3 separate regions of the Gossypium raimondii genome follow, and all the other regions are linked to region 3. A link is a contact called in public Hi-C data. All regions are on one chromosome and are shown on one strand. Each heading gives the region's core, a stretch centred on a gene start, on an enhancer-like site or on the middle of the called end of the contact. The rest is flanking DNA. Distances are from core to core; before and after follow the strand shown. Region 1 holds the start of LOC105766021 (transcription factor bHLH90). Region 2 holds the start of LOC105766009 (protein NSP-INTERACTING KINASE 3). Region 3 holds the start of LOC105766015.

Region 1 (4,893 bases), core at 873-3,372, 150 kb after region 3:
GAATTTTTTTATATATAAATATTAAAGTTTATTTTGAGAAATAGAAAAACTGAATTGGGTTGGATCACATTACAAAGTCCTAGAGAAGTTTTGTTTTGATTTTTGGCTCATTCAAGAGGTAAGTACCCTTGGATTTGTTATCTTTCCTTTTATAATATGATTATGAGGTTTGATAATTATTGAAATAGATCACTAAAATAGTTATGTGTGTTGGTGTGTAACACCTCTTGCCCGATCCGATCACAGGGTTTGAGCTACAAGATGTCACATTCGTTGCCGGAGAAACTACAACTAATTTCAATATGATTTAACCATTCCAACATGCTTACAAGTATAAAACACATTCTCAATATGTTTTATAATAATTTTCGAGTCTTATACAAACTTACCAAAACTTTTTTGCTAACCCAAGTTCAGTTCAGGACTTAATGGAAAAGTTTTCAAAACTCACTAGATGATGTCGCGACACTATGACAATCTTGTCACGACCTCATCAATCAGTGAGTGTTGTCACGACTTCAGAAACTTGAGGTCACAACATCACTTACTGTCAATTTAAGTCACAATGTTGGGAGCTTTTCACCGCGATGTTACCTCCTGTTTTGGCAAATATCACTTTGAAACACATTCAATGCTTCCTACCAAAAACATTTTAACATATATGTTCATTTCACATTCATCAAGAAATATATCATGCCAACCTATTCCAAATAAAGCTTACGAAATTTTTGAAATCAAGTGTTCAAATAATACAAAACTCATGATAAAAAAACTAGGCATAACTAGGCCATTTACCAACCTTAATACGCAAATCCAACCATTTACATTAATGATGACCATTTACATAACAAAGGACCCTATATACATGCCACAATGATAGGTACCAAAATGAACATACTTTTCCCGACTTGATGATAGTGTGATATCTGCACTGATTCGACTTTGAGAGTTTCACAATCTAAGGATCTACACGTAAGGAAAACAACCATAGGTAAACATTTAATTCTTAGCAAATTCAAATGAAACTTACAACAATTACCTTGATCATAAGTGATCACGTTAACTACAAAAATATTAAGCATATATCTAATTAGAACATGGCACATATTGTCACAATAAAGTTAGCATATGAAACATAAGTATATAGGGTATGATTGTTGTGTATGATGTGTTTTCTCTATTTTGCTTGAACCTTTCAACCCTAGTGAATGATATTAATGCCTATCTATTGCATAAGTCACTGCCATAATATATGTATCCTTTCTTTCAAAAAAAATAGAATAAATAATTTAATATAATGGGTATATATATTTTCATGTAACTATGAAAAAAAAGGTTAAGAAACAAAAGTTGTTAAAATATAAAAATCTTATACTAATTAAGTAAAAGTTTATATATAAAATATATCTGAAAATTTGAGTGGAATTAAACTTAAATGAATTGTTAATAATCTGGAACCGAAATGGTATGAAATCTATTGGTACAACTGTTATTGATCGTAGACTGTCCATGGTAAGGCGACCTACTGAAAAAATTTTCGCCCAACTCTTAGGCCCAGGCCAACCTGACCCAAAATATGGGCTGAAATTTTACCAGAGCCCGGCAGGAAAAATAATAAGCTTAGAGCTCGGCCAGGCCACCCGATTTTAATAAACACAAAAATATTTTAAAATAAAAAATAAAAAATATATTTTAAAGTATTTTAAAATTAAAAAATAAAAATAAAAAATATATATTTATTATATTCGGGCCGGGCCGGGCCCGGTCAAAAAGTTGAGCCCGAGCCCGGCCCATTTTTTAAACGGGCCTCGTTTTTTACCCAAGCTCGTATTTCGGGCCTATATTTTTACCCGAATCCTCCCATATTTTGGGGCGGGCCGTCAGGCCGGGCCGGGCCGCCCGGCCCATGGACAGGTCTATTGATATGGTACCCATTATCATTTTTCATAACATATTTTTAATTATTTTATATCAAATTCATATCGTCTGATCGTATAATATCCTGGTACTCACCCGGATAAAGATGGGTTTTTGCAGTTAGAGGTAGCTGTCACAAGGAGCTTTTGAACGGTTGTTTACAAAGACTGATGATTTTTTAAAAAGTAAAAAACTGCCTCTGCCACTGTTACTGCCGGCATCAGATGCCTCTCTGTCACAGATTTTGTACCCAATTTTAAGATGATCCCTTTTTTTGAGTACCCAAATATTAGTTGGTTACCCTTTGTCTTGTACTTAACATAAAACAGTGCCTTTTAGCTTTAAAAATTATTCCTTTCTTTTTATATCTTTACCATTTATTTTCTAGAATCTTGTGATTGGTTTATTTATAGTGAGACAGTCGATGATTTTCAGTAATTTCTTGGTTGTTTTTCAGTGGTTACAAAGACAATGAGAGGTTTTGATAGAGCAGTGGAATGGCTTAGACCATTTGTTGATAGTAAAGGTTGGGATTTTTGTGTTGTTTGGAAATTGGGTGATGATCCATCGAGGTACTTCTCAAGCTACTTGTTTCATCACCATTGATCACCATAACCAGTATTATCTTCATTCTTTGTTCTTTTTGAGGGAGTCATTCGACTCAAATGAAGCTTTTTTCCCCCTTTTTTCTTGAAGGTTTATTGAATGGAAAGATTGTTGTTGTAGTGCTTGTTTTAATGTCAACGTGGAAAAAGATGAGTCGCAGAAGCCATTTTGCAGGGATGGTCATTTCCAACATTCCATAAGATCAAAGGCTTGTGAAGCTCTTTCACATTTTCCTTTCGCCATTTCTCTCTATGCTGGGTACAGTATTCTCAACTTACAAAATTGTTTGGTTCAGTTTGGGAAATTCAAGATATAGAGACAAATATTCTGATTTTGTGACACTGAAAAAAACCCCAGGATTCATGGAGAGGTAGCTATGTCAAATCAGCCAAGTTGGGTTAACCATGGCAATCCCTCTGGTTCACAGTCTTCAAATGTGGTAGTTGTCACTCTTTTCACCTTCTTTTGGCCAGTTTCCAATGCAAAACAGATAGAAATGAGAAAATATGGTAGTCGGATTCAAGTGAAAGTAAAAAAATGTGAAAATAAACCCAAAATATACATGTTTAGTTTCTTCAAGTTTTCCATATATATGGAGGATGATATCTCTATATCCATTCCCATATATGTGTCAGATTCCAGTATTTATTTCAAGAAAAATGAAGAGTCAAATTAAGCAGTTTTAGCTTTCTCAAGATGCAAATGTGGGCTGTCATGCCTGGTTTAAGAATGTTTAAAAACCACTTACATGCATTGACTACTTGAATTGTAGTTTTTTACCTTATATATGACAATAATTTGTCTGAAGATGTTGCTTCTACGGTGTCCATATTTTGATATGATCAATGAGTTTTCTGCAGGAAATGACAGGAACCCGAGTTCTGATCCCAGTTTTCAGTGGTCTTATCGAGCTCTTCACTTCGGAACATGCAAGATTCTTTGGCCTTTTTGACTTACCATTACTTCACAATGAAATTAAGATATTCATATGAAACCCATTAGTCTTCTCCTACTGATAAACATGTAATTTGTCCTTTTGATTCAGATGCCGAAAGATCAGAACCTCATAGAGTTGGTAACATCTCAATGCAATGCAGTTTTAAAACAAGAAATCACAACTGGAGAAAACTATGCAAAAGCAAATCTTGACAAATGCTATAACTTGCCATTTTCCATCAGCTTGTCGACTTTTGTTCCGAGAATCGAATTGATTCCACCAATATCAGATTCAAACTCCCATCATAGCTTGGATGGATCACACAGTGGTTCCAGTCCTTCAATTGAACATCCACCATTTGCTTCAGATTCTGCCTATATTTCTCAAGATGAGCAATTCAAGCAGCTAATTGGCACATATTATGGAACGAAAAGATTAAGATGCAGCAAAAATGTGCCCGAGCAACAAGCAAGGTTTGCTCCAGACGGTAACAAGTCCATAAAAGACAAAACGAGAACTACCAAGCAGCCTGCAAAAGAGAAATTCCATTCTAAGAATCTTGTCATGGAGAGGAATCGAAGGAAGAAGATAAACGACCAGCTCTTCAAGCTACGAGCTTTAGTCCCTAAGATATCCAAGGTTGGCCTGAACTACCAAAGCATATATAAATATGATAGTCACATTTACTCTTTTGCATCCTTATCTGATATCTCTAATGGTTTTGTTGTGTAGATGGATAGAACTGCCATTCTTACGGATGCCATTGAATATATCGGAGATTTGCTGGAGGAGAAGAAGAAACTTGAAAATGAGCTCATGAAAATCGATGAAGAAAACTGTGAAAAGAGCAACTTAGAACTGAAGTCTACATTGTTAGACAAGTCACCTAAGGACAACATGTCTGCCGTTAAGCCAAACCAAGTTTCGTCCAGCCTTGCCAAAATGGCAAAAATGGAGGTAACTGAAATTAATGAAATTAAACACTGGTTTGTTGTTACCTCTGTCACGGTTTCCATCAATGAAACTTTCAACTAAACTTAATGTTTTTGAATCTTTTCTCAGGTACATGTAGAAGTGAACCAGTTAACTAAACGGGAGTTCTTGATCAAGCTCTATTATGAGCACAAGAGAGGAAGCTTTGCAAAGTTGATGGAGGGCATAGATTCTTTGGGACTTCAAGTGATTGATGCTAATGTCACAACATTTAATGGAAAGGTTCTCAGCATGTTCAAAGTTGAGGTAAGACTCACCGGATGGTAGATACTTAGCAGTGAGTATCTGGACACGGTATGATAATTTTTTTTCCATGTATTTGGAGGGTTCTTAGAGAACCATATCCCCATACGTCTAAAACTGTGTCAGCCATGGGTGTTCGGCACAAATACTTAAAAAAAAATGAAGAGTCAAAACAACATGTTTCTTAAGAACAATAT
Region 2 (4,390 bases), core at 238-2,737, 200 kb before region 3:
GCAAGTGTAGTTACCGAAGAGACAATAACTTACACTGATTGCAAGTAGCTAAGGTTACCTATCGATGTTGATAAGGACCCGGATAAGCTCTGACTAGGAAGTCCCCTGTTCAAGTAAGGAACAAAAAGGAGTTTACATTACTAACAACCACCAACAATCTCGGTTAATTTCAAGTTACTATGAAAAACTTACAAGGCAGAAACATATCCATCTGCAGTGCAAGTAACCATCCTCCAACTACATGGATCAACCGAATTCGAATCCCAATTTTCGAGAACATTATATGGATCGTGTAGATTCGATTTTATGGCCATTAAAGCAACCACTGATCAAGAAATTCATCATAAATGGAAGGAAAAATAGGTGAGCGAAACCTGGTTTCTTATCAAGCAAAATTGTGGTAAAACTAATGAAAACAAGGACACGAACTGAAAATGTGCTACTAAGTAGTTCATACATTCTTCAAGTCCATCAAAGCAAAAATTAAAAGAGCAAAGAAATTGGAAACTGTGAATCATTTCAAACAAGAAAACTCAGAACTGGTTGATGAATTCCACTACACTACTTGAGAAACAACAGAAATGATACCTCAAAAATTCAAGTTTAGAGGTAAGTGACAAAAAGAAAAGCTTTAAAAAGGAAACTAACCCTCATAATTTATACCAGTAGGAGAAAGAGTTGCAGAGGAAACCCCATTCAATGCCAAAATCAGTAACCCCAGTCTAAACAGCATCAAATTCTTTATTTCCATACTGTTAAAACTCTTACAGTCTCTCAGTTCATTCAAACTCTACTTTCTCTGAAAAAATCAATGCCCACTGATCAGCACAACAATGACCTGCCACCATCTTTCACATGAAGCTAAAGTCTTTTTTCTACCCTTATCCCAGCAAAAGGTGTCCCTTTCAGTACCACAAGAACTGAAACCACCATTACTTTTAAAGGAAATTCCTTGCCTTTTTAACCTTTTTCACTTGAAAAACAAAATCAAAACTTGTTGTTTTTGATCAATATCCAGATCCTAAAAATGATTTGTTTTCATACAAATATGAATCGAAAGGTAAGTAAAAGTAACAGAATGAAGAAGCGGATGAGCTAAGACAAAAGAGCTAAAAGAGAAAAAGAGAATTTTCTCGAGAAACAAGCAACAAGTTCCTGATTTATCCCCACTGAAATTCTGAGATCCTAGAGATCTGAAAATGCTAGTGTTTGATATTCTATATGTTTTGATTTATCCCCACAAATTGCAAGCGGTTTTTTACTCTCTGGTTTCTAGCTTTCCCATGCTCTTTTCACTTATTGATTCAAAAAAAGAAAAAAAAACCATTCTCTTTAAGCAATCCTTTTGCTTTCACTTTTCTCTTTCTTTAAAAATTGAATTTAAAAACACAAAGCATAAAAAGATCAATGAAACAAAGAAAGAACCAAACAAGCAAAGGCCAAAACAAAAGGCCAAAGTCGACACACTTTCAGATGCAGACACCTTATGAAAATAAAAAAAAACACTGTTTTCTTTTTGCCACTTTTAAAACGGTGAAATTCTACATAAAAGAAAAATATGAATTTTGGATTCTTTTTAGAGGGATTGATTGTTTAAAAATCGGTGATTGGACTGAATCACAGATCACGTGCTTGGATTGTCCTCAACTTTGTTGGTTTTCGGATTAAATTCATTTTTTTATTAATTTACTGTAATTTTTTTCTGTTAAAGTTCTGCACACATCGGCCACCTCGCTACAATGTGCAGAATGTTTTAAAAAGAATGTTCAATTTAATCGAAATTAGGGATTGTGTGAGTTTTTAGATTTTTTGTTGTTGTTGTTCAAATACCATTTTATTAATTTTCACAAGTAAAAATAAAATGTTTTCAATTAAGTTGTTCAAAACACAATTCAATTTTTTCTTTTATAAAATATTGGCAGAAGCGAGAGGGACATAATTTGAACTAGACATAAAAGTAAACTTAGCTTTTAATATTTATTTATTTTGTTATTTTGATTTTAATCTTCTTTTTTTATCATTTTGACTCCGCAGTTCACATGGTATTTTATGCATATTTCACTGATAATATGAATACATTTTTAAAATTTTTATAAATTTTTTAACTTTTTATTAATTTTTTGAATTATGCGTGAATTATCACACGAGTTGCCACATCAATGCCATTAAAATTTTAACAATTCAATAATTTTTCGTCTAAAACAAACAATTTAACTAAATTTTAAATACTGAAGGCCAAAATGACAAAAAAGAATAAGGGCTAAAATAATAAAAGTAAATAAATATTAAGAACTATATTTATTATTATGCCAAATAAATATTTTAGATTCATACTTAAAAATTTAACTAGCAAATTAAAAGAATTAAGGTACAAATTATGAAAATCAATTATTATAAATATTAATGTAAAACTTTATTTACGTCAGTAGAACACGAAGTTGAACTTCATTGGGATAAAGTGAAAAGTAAAATTGCGCCATAAAGTTTACTGTTGTTATTATAATATGAATGCCTTGAAGTAAGGTAAAAGTAAAAACCCAAAAGCATATTTGTCGCATTGGGAAAATTGAATATTCTCTCATTTAATTATTAGTATTTTTAGGAGAGTGAGAGTATGTGTTCACTAGAGCTACCTCTACCTTCGCAAAACCAATTTCATTCATTTAAAAAACTTTAATTAATTAACACTAGGCGTACGGTGAAAACTTTTCAATATTTATTATTTTATAAAACCGAGTATTTGGTTATTTCAAGTTAATTGATGGATCACACTTACTTAATCACTCCCTTAATACACAACTTTAAATATAATTATTAATATTTAAATATAGATAAAATTTTAAAAATATTCATACCAATTCAACATAATTTTAGTTGAAATGGTAAAATTAAAATATTTAACATTATAATGTTTTCAGTTTAAATTTTATTATGTGTAAGTATTTTTCAGATTTTATATAAAAGATAAAATTACTCTCAAAATAAACATATATAGTTTTGTTAAAATAACGAGCTTTTAGTAACTTTTCGATTAAGTAGGAATTGGTTGATGAGTAACACCAATTTCGTCAAAATCTTAAATATAATATAGGTAATATTTTTTAAATGTAAATTATTTATTTTTGGTGATATATAAATTGTTTATTTTAAGAGATAAAGTGACATTTATTCCTTGAATTTTGTAATTTTTTCATTCCTAGTCCCTAGATTTTTGGGTCCACATTTGTTTTAGAACGTGACAATTTTTTCTAAATTGATCCTTGTACTTGGATTTATTAAAGTGTGACGATTTGAATCATGTTATCACTTGAATTTTTTTAAATTTCTCTATAATTTTATATTTTCTAAATTTTACATAATTTTTAAAATTTTCAAGTGATGACATGGTACAATTCAGAGTGTCACATCATCACAATTTAATGGAATTCAAGTTTATGGATCAATTTTGAAAAAAAGTTACCTACTTTTGAAACTAATGTAGATAAAAATATTTAGGAATCAATTTGAAAAAGTTAATAAGTTTATAGGTTAAATATTGCTTTATTTCTTTATCAAACACACATACATATAAGCACTAATTTAGAAAAACTTTTGAACTGGTGAGAACGCTCTTTATTTTTATCTTATTATTAAATTCACATTTAAAAAAAACTTGAAGTGAGATAGAAGTTCTGAAAATTACACATTTAAAAATAATTATAATTTAATTTACAATTATTAGTTAAAATTATTTTACTAATTTAAAATAAAATTATTACTTAAATAGAACTCTAAGCATGAAATATAGAGAAAAATTGTCAATTATAATGTAATTATAATTTTAGTTAAAAATTTTGAAGGAAAAGAACTGCTAATTTTATTTTTTAAAATTTTGATAAATTTATTGATGTATTACTTCAATAGAATTATAACCATATTAACTATTACTAAATTAATATTAAAATCAATTATGTTAGTTAGTTATTATTTTGAATAATGTTACTTTGCATTAACTCCATAAAGTAAACATGTTTTAATTATGATTTAAAATTTTCTATCATAATATTTGATTTGATAAGTTAATATTTATTAATTTATATGTAATAATTTTAATAAAAAATATCATTTTACGTTAACTATTGTAATTAAAATATAATATTTAAAATATTAATTAAATATTAAACACTTAAAATCATGTATAACGATGCGATATTAGAAGTTAATAATATAAAAGAGTGAATGGAAATTTATATGGAAACATTGAGTTCTAAGTTAGTTTTTGAATTTCAAAATACTTCATTTTTTAGTTATATTTAAATTGAGTCCCATTTTAGAATTAAGTGTAAATAATAAACTATAGGATAAACTACCAAAATAGTCACTTTTGTTTCTCTGGTGTTACATTTTAGTC
Region 3 (4,354 bases), core at 1,244-3,743:
AGTTCAACAAGTTTCCAAGTCAATCTACCATTTTCCAGTTTAACTGGTTGAGAAGGCCGGTCCAATTTGATTTTTTAACCAATGACCCAGACTCAGGATGAATGTCAGGTATGATGCCCTCGTTATGGATATGCCAGATACGGAAAATCAAAGTTCAGGTAACATAGCAAGAGACATACCCCAAAGTAGATTGTGACCAAAGTAAATGTCCACCTGTTCAGGAACAAAAACGAATCAGTTAAAAAAAATACATTTCAAACATTTAGCAACAGTAAAGATCAATGGGAATGAAATCACACAGATAGCATCTTGATTATATATAAATTATCTCAAACTTTTTTTGCTCATTTTTTTCGTAAATTCTCGTGACTAGAAAACTTGAAGCCTTCATGTAATCATGTGCTTCAAATCATCAAAAGCTTTTTGAAGAATTTATGTAGCTCCAACTCTTCATTTTCTCTTTTTGGAAGTATCCATGCCTGAAACTTATATCTAACCTCCAAGTACATTGAAAAATTTAGAAAAAAATCTGACCATACCTATTTTTGACACATATCCGTGTCCAACAATCCAAGTAACATAGAAAACCATTTACGAAAAAGTACAGTGTAGCATTATTGTGCATATAGGTTAAAACCATGCTGAGTGTTATACAGGGTGCTGCACAGTTAGATATTTTTAGTGTTTGTTGACTTTGACTATTTGTTTTTTGAATTACTTATGCCAGATATTTAATCACATTTGACACTCATAAACGAGTCCGAATAACATAGATTTTTAGCATGGTCTAACCTGGTTTTTGAATAAACCTACCGTAGAAAGAAAATTAACTAACAAAGATCAAATTTAGACAAATTATCTGCCGTATCCACTATGGTAAACTAGAATCAATGCAGAATATGAACGCAAGTACAACTATGTTATTCTGACTCACTTTTCTTGAAGTAAACATGTCCACCACCCATGTCCGACACATAGATATAGGGATATGACCTCCAAAGATTCTCCAAATACAAGTAAAAACTTGAAAAAAAGAATCTAATTATACCCAAGACAGACAAATACACATATCCAGCACTGACACCTGAGTCAGAGTAACATAGAGAAACAATATATAATGAACCCTCAGCAAGATGAAGAAAAGTCATTCAAGTTCATTAAATCAAGAAAATTGCATTCAATATAACCAAGAATAGGAAAGGTTAAGAGATATCACTTACTGAGTATAAAAGTAAAATATGCCACCTCCAGAAATGACAGCATTGGCCATAAGTAATGCCAAAAGCATTAAGAAAGCAAACACTCTGAAACCCAGCAACCAAGCAGGGTGAATGCCTTCAAGACATGTTTTCCAAGTTTCATCCTCATATAAGATCCCCGGAGATTCCTTCCTATTTTCTACCTCTCGATTTTCCGATCTTTTCCGACCTTCAAATTTCCAGATTATAATTGCTGCCACAACCATTGAGGTTAGGATGAACAATGCACAGAATGAGAACCTCCAGTTCAACCAGTAGCTTAAGGTCGTGGTATCGGCAGTCATGTTAGGCTGCCAAGTATGTTTAGAGGATCCTGTTAAGAAACTCAAGAAATCTATGTTACTCTGTAATGTTAAATCTTTCTCCCAGAAAGGTCCTTCAAAGCTTGTGTCTAACACGGGTATCAACACTAATACTTTAAGAAAGACAAAGTGGTGGAGTAACATACCGAGAAATTGCTACTACTTGTTCCATTGGTACTCATAATTTATTATTAACATTCCGAAGGGTAATTCTTAAAATCAATCAAAAACTAGAAGCTGGAAAGCAAAGTTACTATATTAAGCTCCCAAAAGAGTAATTTTTTGAGAATAAATGGGGTTATAGTATTTAATTGCTAGAAGACCATTTAATAAAAAGTCAGAAAAAAATGATTATTAAAGGACTAAAAAAATAAAAACAAAAATCTAGAGCCAAAATCCTTACTTTAGATGGGTTCTTCCCATAGAACTAAGTTCAACAGAAGGAAGCAGATACAGAGGAAGTAAAACAAGAAAACTAAACAACAAGACTAAACATAAATATAGAAATAATGGGCACATTAAATAAAGCTAAGATCACACTAAAAATGGAAGAGAGGAAAGTCGATAACTATGAAAAGAAAAATGGGTTTTAAGGCTCGTACAGTTTGCGAATAAGAATATTAAGAATTTGATCGAACAAGAGACTCCAGGTTGAAGCTAGAACAAGCTTTTGGTTTGTAATCGTAGTTTTGAGTGCAAAAAACAAAAGCAGAGTTTCAGTACTGTTTACCTTTATTGGAGTGTTCTTCCCTTTGGATCCTGATTTATTGGAATCGTTGTTACTGGAATTGGGAATTTCCAGAAGAAAAAAACCCAATCAATTTTGTCTTGGGAGTCAAATTTTTGTGTCAGTCAAGTCTGAGGAGGCAAATGAGACCCGAGCTAAGAGGTTTCTACCTTCTACTTACACATTCTTTAAAAACACGACACGTTTCCTAACAATCACAAAAACAAACGTGGGAACAAATTTAGTTGTTTTACGCGACGCTGAATTATTGTGATCACTGATGACGGCGTATTAAATATTTGGCTTAATGGTATTGTAGATCCTCGAAAATTTTCAAAAAATTCAATTAAGTCTTTTTCAATTTTTTGGTTATTTTACTAAAATAACTCCAAAAAATAATTAATTACGTAAATGACCTAAATTCGAAAAAAATCATCCAAATAACCTGAAATGAAAAATAAAATTAGGTTATGGGGACTAGATGGTCGGCACCACTATTTTTTCTATTAAAAAAATAATTTGAGGTTTTCGACACTAGATGGCCGGCACCCATATATTTTTTTCAAAAAAAAAAGTTTTTTTGGGTGCTGGCACACTAGTGGCCGGCACGACACCCCTTTATCTGGTTAAAAAAATTATTTTTTTGGGGTGTCAAGTGCCGGCCAACAAAGGCCAAACTCACCCAACAAAAGGGGATGGGATATATTGCAACATTGACTCCTCCTTGTTTTCCCATCTTTTTTATTTCCTAAGTTTGATTACATATTTTATATTTTAAAATGATATTGGACTCCTTGTCATGTTTGTTAATTATTATTATATCACTCACATTATTATTAAGTTTAAAAATTAATTTAAATTTAATATGTACAATTAAATTAGAATTTTTTTATAGATGAAAATCATTAAAGGAGGTTCTAATTTTATAAAAAAATCTAATTTAATCATGCATATTAAATTTAAATTAATTTTAAATTTAATAATAATGTGAGTGATGCAATAATAATTAACAAACATGATAAGGAGTCTAATATTATTTTAAAATATAAAATATGTAAGCAAACTTCGGAAATAAAAAAGATGGGAAAATAAGGAGGAGTTAATATTGCAATATTCTCATCCCCTTTTGTTGGGTGAGTTTGGGTCTTTGTTGGTCGGCACCTGATACCTCACCAAAATATTTTTTTTAATCAGTTAAAGGGGTGTCGGCCATCAGTGTGCCAACACCCTAAAAAAGAATTTGAAAAAAAAATACATGGGTGCCAGCCATCTAGTGTCCAAAACCCTAAAAATTATTTTTTTAATAGAAAAAATAGTGGTGTCAGCCATCTAGTCCTCATAACTCAATTTTATTGTTCATTTCAGGTAATTTAGGTGATTGTTTTTTAATTAAAGTCATTTATGTAATTAATTATTTTTTTGAGTTATTTAAGTAAAATAACCCAATTTTTTGGACTCAATTGAACCCTAAACTTATAAAATTAATCAAATCAACACTTTAACTAACTTTGACCATTAATTTCTAATTGAATCCATGATGTGTCCATTAACTCAGCCAATAGATGCTAACATGGCGATCCATGTCACTACCACATCATAAAATAAAATAAAAATTTAAGTTCAAGATGAACTTAGATATTGTGCTGCCATTTTTAAGATTTATTATAAAATTATAAAATTATTAAAATTTATCAAATTATAAATCTATAAAAAGTATTAAAAACTATAAAAAAAAGAAATAATTGAACTATAATCAAATTTAAAATCATAAAAGTATAAAAAATTATTAAAATATTTTTTCTCATGTCAAATTAAACCATAAAAATTTGAATTTGAATTTGAATTTGAATTTAAAATAATAATTTGATAAATTTACAATCGAGCTATAATTTTTTTAATATCAAATTGCATCTTTTTCATAATAGATTTGTTTACTCGAGATTTAATTTATTAAAAAATTATGATTTATTTTTATAATTTGTGTTTTTTTTATAATTTTTACTTTATTTTGATAATTTTTATAAAATTTTTTATGATTTTATAATCTCATAAATGAATATAATATT

The links. Hi-C and Micro-C count contacts between places; a contact is called where the count stands out from the background.
Region 1: a contact with region 3 is called in a Hi-C map of leaf, with 2.5 times the contacts expected there. The contact joins the promoter of LOC105766021 here to the promoter of LOC105766015 in region 3. A contact is called at or near these places in 2 of 2 Hi-C or Micro-C datasets (both in leaf).
Region 2: a contact with region 3 is called in a Hi-C map of leaf, with 3 times the contacts expected there. The contact joins the promoter of LOC105766009 here to the promoter of LOC105766015 in region 3. A contact is called at or near these places in 2 of 2 Hi-C or Micro-C datasets (both in leaf).

What each region holds. Positions count from the first base shown.
Region 1 is chr5:37,408,307-37,413,199 of ASM2569854v1, forward strand. It overlaps LOC105766021 (transcription factor bHLH90), which reads left to right and starts at 2,123. Exons shown (of 8, transcript XM_052631644.1): 1 at 2,123-2,489; 2 at 2,614-2,781; 3 at 2,881-2,962; 4 at 3,384-3,452; 5 at 3,569-4,099; 6 at 4,193-4,417; 7 at 4,523-4,699. The coding sequence starts at 2,389. LOC105766022 (proline-rich receptor-like protein kinase PERK13) reads right to left here. Exons shown (of 9, transcript XM_052631645.1): 8 at 3,304-4,893; 9 at 2,723-2,985.
Region 2 is chr5:37,059,875-37,064,264 of ASM2569854v1, forward strand. LOC105766009 (protein NSP-INTERACTING KINASE 3) reads right to left here and starts at 1,488. Exons shown (of 11, transcript XM_012585305.2): 1 at 649-1,488; 2 at 193-325; 3 at 34-105. The coding sequence starts at 751.
Region 3 is chr5:37,260,904-37,265,257 of ASM2569854v1, forward strand. It overlaps LOC105766015, which reads right to left and starts at 2,494. Exons shown (of 9, transcript XM_012585311.2): 1 at 2,292-2,494; 2 at 1,221-1,549; 3 at 180-213. The coding sequence starts at 1,543.